Regions from separate parts of the Sus scrofa genome. Here region 1 is linked to region 2. Evidence: chromatin contacts called from public HiChIP or PLAC-seq data. All regions are on one chromosome and are shown on one strand. The core of a region is the stretch at or near the end of the contact, and the rest is flanking DNA. Distances in the headings are between cores, read along the strand shown. Region 1 holds the start of PPM1J (protein phosphatase 1J). Region 2 holds the start of LRIG2 (leucine-rich repeats and immunoglobulin-like domains protein 2).

Region 1 (5,299 bases), core at 2,626-5,125, 210 kb before region 2:
AAGCAAAGTACTCAAGCCCGGATTCAATTTTAGGCACCCAGCTCCAGAGCCACTGCTTTAAAGCACTAAGCCAGGAGTTCCCGTCATGGCTCCAACTAGGAACCATGAGGTTGCAGGTTCGATCCCTGGCCTTGCTCAGTGGATTAAGGATCTGGCCTTGCCGTGAGCTGTGGTGTAGGTTGCAGCTCAGATGTGGCGTTGCTATGGCTCTAGTGTAGGCCAGCTGCAACAGCTCCGATTGGACCCCTAGCCTGGGAGCCTCCATATGCCATGGGAGTGGCCCTAGAAAAGGGAAAAAGAAAAAAAAAAAAAAGCAGTGAGCCATACTGCCCCTTTGGACCTTGGCAGTTTCCTTCCCCCACCTCTGACCACACTTCCTTCCTCAGTTGGGGCCACCGTGGGTGCACTGGAGCAGCCCACGCTCCTCTCTGCTGCACCCTTTACATGAGGTCATCCCCAGTAAGCTCCCAGGAAGGAACTATCTGTGCGGTGGTGGAGAAGAGTCCTTGGGACACAGGGCACAGAAAGGCACAGGATTCAACAAGGAGTGGGAGCAGGGAGTCTAGTTTCTACTCACGAGCAGCTGAAGACGCTGGCGCTCAGTCTCCGGGGTGAATTCCTGGGACATTGGAATGATTTCACCGTTCCGGACGATGATGGCTCTGCCCAGAGAAAGCAAAGATCTGGCTCTGGCTCTCCTCAACCGCCTCACAAGAATTCCCCAAGGATCAGGCCCTCCCTGGGTCCCTCACCCAGACTCCCAGTGTTCCTCCCCTCCTAGTTATGTCAGGCCCTTCCTTATGTCTGTGAGCCCTCCTGAACCCCTCGAGTCTTTGATTTTGAACACCCACCACCTCACTCTTTTCTATGCCCCCATTCCCGCCCCCGTAGCCATTTTCCAAGCCCCCACCCCATACCTGCTGTCACCTGCGTTTGCCACGTACACTTTGCCTAGTAAGTAGACCACAACCAGTGCACAGCAGCCCCCCTCCACTTGGTGGCCACGCCGCTCCCTCGCCATTTGCTCATCCTGACATAGGAGGAAGGTCAGAGGAAGTGGATGAAGAGGAGGTTCCAGACACACAGCCGCCACCCCACCCCCCGCCCCGCCATGTCTGCAGAAATGAATTGCCCAGGCAAGCCACACTGGCAGAGAGTGGGGAAGACATCGTTATGACACTCGCTTCTCCCTCCCTCTGAACCAAGCTCTGCTCAGGCTCTCAAGGCTGTCGTGGGCTCTTAGGGTCACCTCCTGAGGCCACCTGACTCCCATACAGAGTTGATCAGAGTGTCGGTCTGGCAGGCCCTTGACCTTGGCCCCCCACTTACCATGAGCTGGAAGGCATTCTCAATGGCACCCACTACCAGGCTCTCATGGGTCACTTCCTTCTGCAAAGGCCAGCAGGGCTGAGGACCAACCAAGTGAGAAGAATCAGAGGAACCTGGAGCCCCCGGGGTGGATGGGAGGCAGAGGGGAGGTGGTGAGGGGTCCTGGAGTATCTCTACCAGGTCCTTTAGCTGCTCCCGAATGTGGCGGTGCAGGAGCCTAGAGGCCATTTCAGCAGCTCCACCCCCTGCGTGCCCATCGAACAGACCCCAGTAGTAGAAGCAGAGTCCCTGGTGGAGGAAAAGTTGAATGTGTGAGTGAGTGTGTGTTATGCAGGGAGAAGAGCAAGAGTGTGGGCATCCATATAAACATCGGAGAGGAGGTCAGAGTTTGGTATTAAAGGGGAATCATATTTATTCGCTCATTCACCAAGGGCCATATGTGTCTAAAAGCATCGAAAAAGTCAAACTCAGAGGATAAAAGGTGCAAAAATAAACATTAGTGGTTACTTAAATCATCAATAAATACATGAGCATCTACATTTTAAGCGGAAAATGGAATATTCATACTGACATGGTAGAATCTCGCGGATCAGTCAATGCCAGATAAAGGTTCTGTGCCAGAAGGTAGAAAGCTTGTGAGTTAGGAGGTAGGTCTTTCACAGGGCTCAGACTAAAACCAGATGCCTAGAATCCCTGGGGAGAGGTGTCACTTGTGTCGACGCAGGCTAGGAAAGGGGGTAAGGGCTCACCTGGCCTCGGCTAGGCTCTCTGGGTGCCCCTGAAACGCTCCTCCGACCTTCCACGTACACCACCTCACAGCAAGCCTGGTCCTCATTGTGTCGGCTCTTGCCAGCGTTGATGACCCTGTCAGGCCACAGTGACCACATCAGGTTGGACACCAGACCGGGTCCTGGAATAACTCCCACCTTAGACACACATACCCTCTCTGGAGCCTGCTGGCCAAGCTGAGAAAGGTCACAGCCACCTGGGAACCAGGCCAGAGGAAAGAAAAGGGAGGCAGGGCAAGGCACAAGGAGTACTGTCTGGGTGTCAGGCCCCACTACCTCACAGAAAGGCCACAGCAGCACCTTCCTGCCTCAGTCCCCTGGTCCCTGGCTAAGGGGACCTCCCAAGTGGTGCTGCTGCTGCTGCGGAAGGACTTCGATGGAGGGAAGGAGGTTTTAATTCCTGACTTGCCAAGACCCTATATCCCACCCTGACCCCCAGTCAACTCTTCTAGTGCCTTGTCCACAGCACCCCACCCTCATGAGCACACCCACCTTTATTCTAAAATCATCCAGTGAAAGTTTCTGCTGCTTTGGCAATAAGTGCTCCAGCCCAGATCAGGAAAGAGGAATTGAAATAGGGTAGGAGTGGATGCCCCCCTGGACTGCGCAGGAGCCACATAACCACCAACTCTTCCCAAAAAGGAAGTTAAAGGAGCTGGGAGTGGAGTCACGGAGTCACCAGCCTCAGCACCTCAGCGCTCCCGTCTCCCTCAGTGCTCCGCTTTCCCAGCAGATGCATTAAAAATACAAGCCGGCTGCTCCAGCCACTCCGACAGCTCTGGCCCGGGGTCCACTTTCTTGCCTAGCCAGGGCAAGTCCACCGGCCGAGGGGTGTTCAAAGGGGGCCCTTCCGCTTCTCTGGGAGGCCCCCTCCCCCGCTCCTGGGGAAGCCGGCGGCCGCCTGGTGTCGCCGGCTATTTCTGGGTGTGGAGGGGGAGGGGAACGGTAAAAGGAACAGGGAACTGGGGCGCTGGGGTCGGGAAGCCCAAGGAGTTTTTCCAGTCACCACCTCCTCTATTAAAAGGGCCCCTCGCTCCTTGAAACCTCTCCTCCCTTAGTCATTAAGCTACCGGGCCGCAACTGAGAACTGGCCAACTCATCACTCGCGGGCCCTCTACCCTCCGGGCTCTGGAAGGGAACAAGGTCCTGAAGCGGCGTGGGTGAGGGTAGTCAGCGAGCCAGAAGGTCCTAAGGAAGGCTCACCCGACTTGAGAAAGGGCTGGGAGTGGGTGCGGCCCGAAGCCCAGAGAATAGCAAAAGGTCCTGGGGAAAGGAAGCTCCTGGCACCTAGCGCGGCGAGGGGGACGCATCCCAGTGCCCAGGATGCCGAGATGGGGAGGGGTTTGGGGATGGGAGTCCCATCTGAGTAGGGTGCTCCCGGGGTCGCTCACTCGGCGTAGCCCGTGCTCCAAGGCAGGCGACGGCCGGTGTCCGGGGGGCTTTGCACAGCCCGGCCAGCGTGGTCGTCGGCGCGTCGCAGACCCCCAGGGCTCAGCTGCAGAAAGGTCGGTCGGGAGAAGCTCGCTCGAGCCTCTGCTATCTTCCTGGGCGCCGCGCTCGCGCTCCCAGCCCTCGCCGGAGGGCTCCTGGGAGCTTCTGGAGGGGCGGCAGGCGGCGCCGAGGTTGCGTTGGGCAGGTCCGGCGATTTGGGGCGCGGAGGCGGTCCACCCCCAGAGCTAACCAGGTGCGCCACGGCCGAGCGCACCCGGTTTAGCATGCTGCCTCCCTGCCCCGCCCTCGGCCGTGGCCCCGCCCCAAGGAAGGCCCCGCCCCCTAGGGCTCGCGGGAGGCGGTGCTCGCTCCCGCCAGCCCGGCCCTGCCATTGGCTCCCGGCCCTCAGAGCCGGTCCTGGGCAAAACTTCCTCGGCCTCCCGCTACCCCGCGAACAGCCCTGCCAGCTTGCGGCCTCTTCCCTGCCCCATTCCGGCTTCGCCCGCCTCAGTTTCTTTGGGGAAGAAGGGCCTGCTGTAATAGGAAGGGGACGGCGAAAAGGAAACTCTATTTGAGCCTTGCTCTAAGGTTAGGCATCAACTAGAACGTCCCCATTGTGACGGGAGGGTGGTGTCTCTTCGTCCTCGGTTCTTTGTGGCCAGCCTACCCAGAGGGTGATGGAGCTGGTGACCTCAAAACGAAACCAGTCGCTTCGGTGACCTCTGGGTGTGACTCTCCTGGTGCGATAACACCTCTGGCTGGGGCCGCTGGAGTGAGAGCGAGGACAAGCGAGCCGCTGCTGGGGGTGGTGTGGGGGTTGGGGACTAGACAAGCTGGAGCCCATCATCCTGAATAAGGGATCTGGGGATAAGTTCCTGGATTCGTGAGGGCGCTGTTCCCTGAAGACCACTTATAGATCCGAGAGAGCGTTTACATACTTTAGGTCTTTTACACCGCGCATCAACCCTGCAAGGTGGGTTTTATTATGTTCTTTTATTTACTTATTTATTTGCTTTTTAGGGCCGCAGGTGCGGCATATGGAAGTTCCCAGGCTAGGGGTAGGATCCGAGATACAGCTGCCGGCCTACGCCACAGCAACGCCAGATCCGAGCTGTGTCTGCAGCCTACACCACGCCTCACGGCCACGCATGATTCTTAACCCACTAAGCGAGGCCAGGGATAGAACCCGCGTCATCATGGTTACTAGTCGGGTTCGTTACCGCTGAGCCACAACGGGAACTCCCTTTATTATGTTCTTTATAGGGATGAGGCAGGACTGAACAGTCAGTGCGAAATTCATACCTATGTCAATTCCCAGCTACCAAAGCCGATTGTAAAGAACGAAGCTGATTTGTCTGGGTCAGAAAGGAAGGGTTAAGAGGTAGATACCCAGCAGAAGGGTGGGGGTCCCTCCTCTCCCATACTCCTCCTCTTAAGCCAGAGGCTGAGAGCAATCCAGGTTCTGTGGCTGCCGCCGGGGGGAGACAGAGGCCAGGCTAGTAGCCTGACTGAGCCAGGAGGGTGGTAACTGACCTGAAGCCCTGAACTGAAGAGCTATGTGCCTAAGCCTAGGAGTCGATCATTAGGCCTCCAAAGACACCTCTTATTCCACACATGGTTCAAATGGGGACAAGGCCCTATGGCCCTAATGCAAGTCGAAGGTAGCCCTCAGGAACCACTGGCACCCAGTTCATAGTGGGGACTCCACCTCTGGACTGTCAGCTGGATGCTTCCTGAACACGACTCTCCCT
Region 2 (5,357 bases), core at 1,820-4,319:
TTAAGTTTTTCCAATGTACCCTGTACTCCAACTATAACTTCAATACTTACGTCTAGAATGCTCTTTCCACTATCACTCCCTAGTGAATAGGTAGCTCCTATTCATCCTTCAAGTCTCAGGTTAAACAGCATTTCCTGGAGAGGCCTACCCAGATTGCTCCTATACTAAGTTGGGTGTCTTCTCACACCTACGTAATAGAGTATTTGTTCCCATAGGAACCTGTGGAATAAAGGTTTACTTGTCTGTAGAGTACTTATTGTGGAAATGATATACACTGTTTTCCAGTTAGACTATATACTCCAGGAGTGATAGGGCTAGAACTTCTATTGCTGAATCCTAGGTCTCTCATAGTGCATGGTAGCCAATACCAAATCAAGTCCCATTCTCCTGGTCCTTTTCGATGACAAAACCAGACTGGCCCCACAGATATTTACATGGACCTAAATCCTGCAGAGGAATGCATATTATGAAGTGGATAGAAAATCCAGTAGGAATGAAGGATATAAGAAGTTAGGAAGTTATGATTTAAAACAAATGTTTTTGGTGTGAGATAATTCATATATATATAAAATTTTAAAGAAATCTCAAGAGTGCCAAACTCATTAAATGGGAGTCAAAAAACACACATATTTGCAGCAACATGGACAGGACCTAGAGACACTAAGTGAAGTTAGACAGTGAAAAACAATCACATGATACCACTTATATGTGGAATCTAAAAAAAAAGATAGAAATGAATTTATTGCAGAACAGACTCACAGACTTTAAACAAACTTATGGTTACCAAAGGAGACAGGTGGGGTGGGAGAAGGGGTGGACTGGGGATTTGAGCTTGGTACATGTACGCTGTATACTGAATGCCTGGCTAGTGGGGACCTGCTGTCAGCACAGGGAACTCTACGCAATCAATATTCTATAATATAATATGATAATCTATATGGGAAAAGAATCTGAAAAAGAATGGATGTGTGTATATGTGTAACTGAATCACTTTGTTGTATAGCAGAAATGATCACAACTTGTAAATCAATTCTACTTCAATAAAATTTTTTAATATGGGAAAAAAAAAACCACACATAATTCCCATCCAATCATTAAAAAGTTGAGAAGTCACTTAACTTCTACAGCCTTAGTTTTCTAATCTGTAAAATAAGGGAAAGTGACTAGCTGGGCATGAAGATCCTTTCCAGAGTTACATGCATTAATATATAAAAGGCCAAAAGATATGTAAACTCTTGAAACACTGGTCACTTGGTTCATCCTATGGTGGCATGATCTTTTTTCCTTTTTAATCTGTTTAGGTATGTTACAGCCTATTATGTTAAGCCTAAAACTAAACCTTTAAACCCATTCAGCTATAAAAAAAAAAACTCGCATAATGCTCCCCAGACCATTAACTTGCATTTTTATCAAGGGTCACTGCAATCCAAAGAAAGAACAGCATCTATCTAATCCCTGAATTAATTACTGAAGTAACTTCAGCATTTAAATAATACTTATCCAGTACTTGTTTTAAGGGCTAGATATCTTAAATTCTTTACTATTTACATGACAATTTAAAGGTAAATTGTACCTCAGGGCGTAAGACTTAGATTTATGGGAGTATTCAATGCCTAAAAAACTAAACTAAAATACTCTCTGCTTCACCTCACTGGGCTGGTAGCTGATACCAAAATTGTTTATTTACAGCTAATTCCTACTCACACACTTCCAAACTCTCACACAATTCAGAGCTCACCCTATCACGGACTTTCCTCCAGTAACTAATCTCACAACCGTTTTATCAAGGCACTGAAGTGTACACAGTTTATTTCAAAATCAGAATAGTTCTTGGAAAAAAAAAATTCAAACCTAGTTATGAACAAAGTACTTAACATTTCCCTGTTACCAATGGATGCCTAGATTTATATGCAGACACTGGCAACTCGGCTGAAGTAGTAATTTTTTTTTTTTTTTGGTTAAGATTAATTACCAACTAGTTTTGGCAACAGCCTGTCGCACCAAATAAGTCATGACAAAGAAATGAAATGTTAAAATGCACGTGGGGAAAAAAGGGATGTATTTGCAACAAAAAGCGCGCATCAGACCAAGTGTAACGCTATGCTTCAGATTCCTCTGGACAGGGCCGTCTTAAAACCCCAGAGCGAGGGCGCTGCGGCGGACGTTCTGCAGCCACAGGTTGAATGACAAAGAGTTCCCGTCAGCACCACTCCGGGCGTCTGCCAGTGGCACCGTCCCCTCGGCAAAGTCCACTCGAAGCCCTGCAGTCACGCCCAGGCTGCGGGGACTGCAGGTCCCCCAAGCCACTACCGCAGGTCACCAGGTGGGACAAGGATTGGCTGGCAGAGGAGGTTGGGGCGGGCATGCCACGAGTCCAAAATTACTCCAGCCCCGGGTCCCTTCTCTTGGAGAACGCCGCCAGCAATCTGGAGGCACCACGTGAATCAGCCCCACGTCGTCCCATTTCCAGATCAAAAAGCATCTCCTGAAGGACCTACTGAAGACTAGAGGGGAAGCGACTTCCCCAAGGTCACCGGCAGCACCACCCAACTCCTCGGTCAGGTCGGTGACCGGCACCTGACAACGGGGCCACAGCTCTGCCGGGAGAGGCGCCGTCCTCAGCGTCCCAAGGTCTCCTTCACCAAGGCTGCGCTCCGTGGCCACGTGGCTGCTGCGGCCACGGTGCCCCCGCCCGGCCGCCCCCTCCTTTCCGGAGGACCAAGCTCTCCGCTCCCCCCGACCCCGCAGAGGAAGCGAGGACACCGCGGGGTCCACGCCGAGCGCGCGGCGGGCCCGTTACTAACTAACCGTTATGCGCGGCTCGCGGCGCCAGGCGTGAGCGTGACGCGGCGGCGCGGCTGCAGTTCCGCGGGGCCCAGGATTCAGGTCGCGTCCTTCGCCGGCTGCCTTGTTCGCTTGCCCCGGCACCCACGCGCCGCGCCAGTCACGTCGCAGCTCTCCAGCACTTTGTCGGGCCGGGCCCGCGAGGCTTGCCTTATAACCCTCGGGCCGGAGCATGCGCACAGGAGGCGGAGTCGGCCCTCCCGGCCGCCGCCCCCTCCCCCCTACTCTTACACGGGAACCGCGACTCGCGCCTCCACGAGCTCTCAGGCGCGCGCCCGCTAGCTCGCTCGCGCTCGCCGGCGCCCCCTCTTCGCCACGTGACCGGTGGCCGGGTAAGACCCGCGCGCCGCGCCCCCGCTATGCGGCGGGGATGGCGTCGCCGTGCTCCGCGGCGGGATGTGCTCCTCTGCAGTATTCGCTCCCCCGCGGGACTCGCCCCTCGGACTGGCCGTCAGAGGACCTCGGGGTGACCTCCTCGCTTCTGGGACCCCACCGTAGATCTCAGCCTCAGTCTCGGGCGGAGAAAAGGGGAAAACCGCCCAGGACGGATGGGGCGCGCCCCGGGGCCTGACTCAGGTGTGGGGGGCGAGCGGCGCGCGGAGGAGCCGGGAAGTGACTGGAAGTGGAGGAGCGGGCGGGGCTTGAAGGGACGCGGGTGCTCCTCGGACCCGGCAAGAGGCCGGGGACCAGCAGTTAAGAGCGCGGCTTGTGGCTTCGCTGCTTGAGTTCAGGGACCTCGGGGAAGTCACTCAAACACTCAGGGCCTGTTTCCTGCTCTAAAATGGCAACACTAATAGAAGCGACCTCATAAGGGCTTTTGGTGGTTTTCATGAGAAGTTTCTTACTACAGAGCCGGGTCTGTAGCATTTGCTGAATGGTGGGTGTCAAACGCAGAAGTCGGGAGAGAAGAGCAGGTCTGAGGGTGGGGACGCTAGAAACAGGAAGGTCTCTGTGTGCGGAACGTGGGGAAATGAGAATGCAGAGAGGCCAAATTTGTAATGAACGCTGAAGGATTGGGACAAATACAGCTAAGAAGTCTTTAGAGTCGATTATGTATGTGCTTAGCAGTTCACCTGAGTTAACCGCCCAACCCAATGTTGTAGTTGAAGTGATCAAATTAACTGATCGTGGAGTGCCTCTGATGTCCGAGACTTGAGAAATACCCAAAATCTTTGTAAGGCCCCACGCTTATAAATTTCTGGGGAGGTGAAGGGAGGCAGGTAGAAATCTACCAGCAGTTGATGAGCACAGGCCTGCCTCTGCCGCCTCCCTTCCCCTCCTCCCCACTTAATTCTCTCTACTGCTCAGTACGGTTGGCCTTAAGCTTTTTGTTTTGCAAATGAAGAACCTAGATTGTGATGGAGTGGGGGTTGAGGGAAAGGTCTAAAAACTCCTCCTGTGTGCTTTCTTTCTCTCACCCACTCTGCTTCTGTTTCACACAACAAAAGTTTTCAGTGACAGTTCAGGACAATTAGAATAGCCAGATATGCTTATAAGCAATGATTGCTTTTTACCTTTAATAAATACAGAGAAGGAAGGCACTTCAGGTCCTTAGGGTAGCCAGGACTTGGGAAAGCAGTGCTTCAGGGTATCAGGGAAGTAGTAGCATTCAGGGTAAGTGGTAGGAGAGTTGAGTTAGACAAACTAGGACTAGTTCACGTGTGAACCTAACTAATGGAATGTAGTGGGAAGTGGTAGAAGTAGATGATTCCCAGCAAATAGCAAAAGAAGGCTTTGGAGGGGCTTAGTGTGATAGGTTCACAATATGGACCCAGGATTAGATCTGAATTCCAGCTTTGATACTTGGCAGTTCCTCTAGCTCTTTGTCCTTAAGCAAATCATTAAGCCTCCCTCATTCTCTGTAAAACAAGGATAGTACCTTCCTCATAGGGTTGTTATGATAATAAAATTAGTATTTACTTTAGTGTCTGGCATATAGTAAGCACCTAATAATAGTATAACCATAAATGTTTAACCCTTAAAGCCCCTCCCTTGGGGAGGAGGGGAGGGGAGGCGGCAGAGGCAGCCCCTCCCCAGTGTATCCACAGGGTCATACTTGGTGTTGTAATTTTGTATTCCTTTTCTTGAAGATATCCACCAAAATTATGTATACCTTAAGCCTCACAAAATCTAGATCTGTCCCTAGTAGGAACTCTAGTGTTGTGAAAAGAATATAGACTTTGGAGGAGTTCCCGTCGTGGCGCAGTGGTTAACGAATCCGACTAGGAACCATGAGGTTTCGGGTTCGATCCCTTGCTTTGGGTTAAGGATCCGGCGTTGCCGTGAGCTGTGGTGTAGGTCGCAGACCCGGCTCAGATCCCTTGTTGCTGTGTGTGGCTCTGGCGTAGGCTGGCAGCTACAGCTCCAATTCCACCCCTAGCCTGGGAACCTCCATATGCCGTGGGAAGCGGCCCTAGAGGAGACAAAAAAAAAAAAAAAAAAAAAAGAATATAGACTTTGGAATCAGAAGGATTGTTGCTATAACTTATCCCTGTTACTTTGAGCAATTAGTT

The links. HiChIP or PLAC-seq counts read pairs in DNA pulled down with a chosen protein or histone mark.
Region 1: an H3K27ac HiChIP or PLAC-seq map of alveolar macrophages shows a contact between it and region 2. The contact joins the promoter of PPM1J here to the promoter of LRIG2 in region 2. A contact is called at or near these places in 1 of 47 Hi-C or Micro-C datasets (embryonic fibroblasts) and 1 of 2 datasets of contacts at active chromatin or transcription factors (alveolar macrophages).

The regions. Positions count from the first base shown.
Region 1 is chr4:107,722,003-107,727,301 of Sscrofa11.1, reverse strand. It overlaps PPM1J (protein phosphatase 1J), which reads right to left and starts at 3,875. Exons shown (of 10, transcript XM_021090759.1): 1 at 3,509-3,875; 2 at 2,079-2,193; 3 at 1,330-1,407; 4 at 918-1,030; 5 at 578-662. The coding sequence starts at 3,834.
Region 2 is chr4:107,509,020-107,514,376 of Sscrofa11.1, reverse strand. It overlaps LRIG2 (leucine-rich repeats and immunoglobulin-like domains protein 2), which reads left to right and starts at 3,069. Exons shown (of 18, transcript XM_021090738.1): 1 at 3,069-3,176. It also overlaps a transcript of SLC16A1 not described here.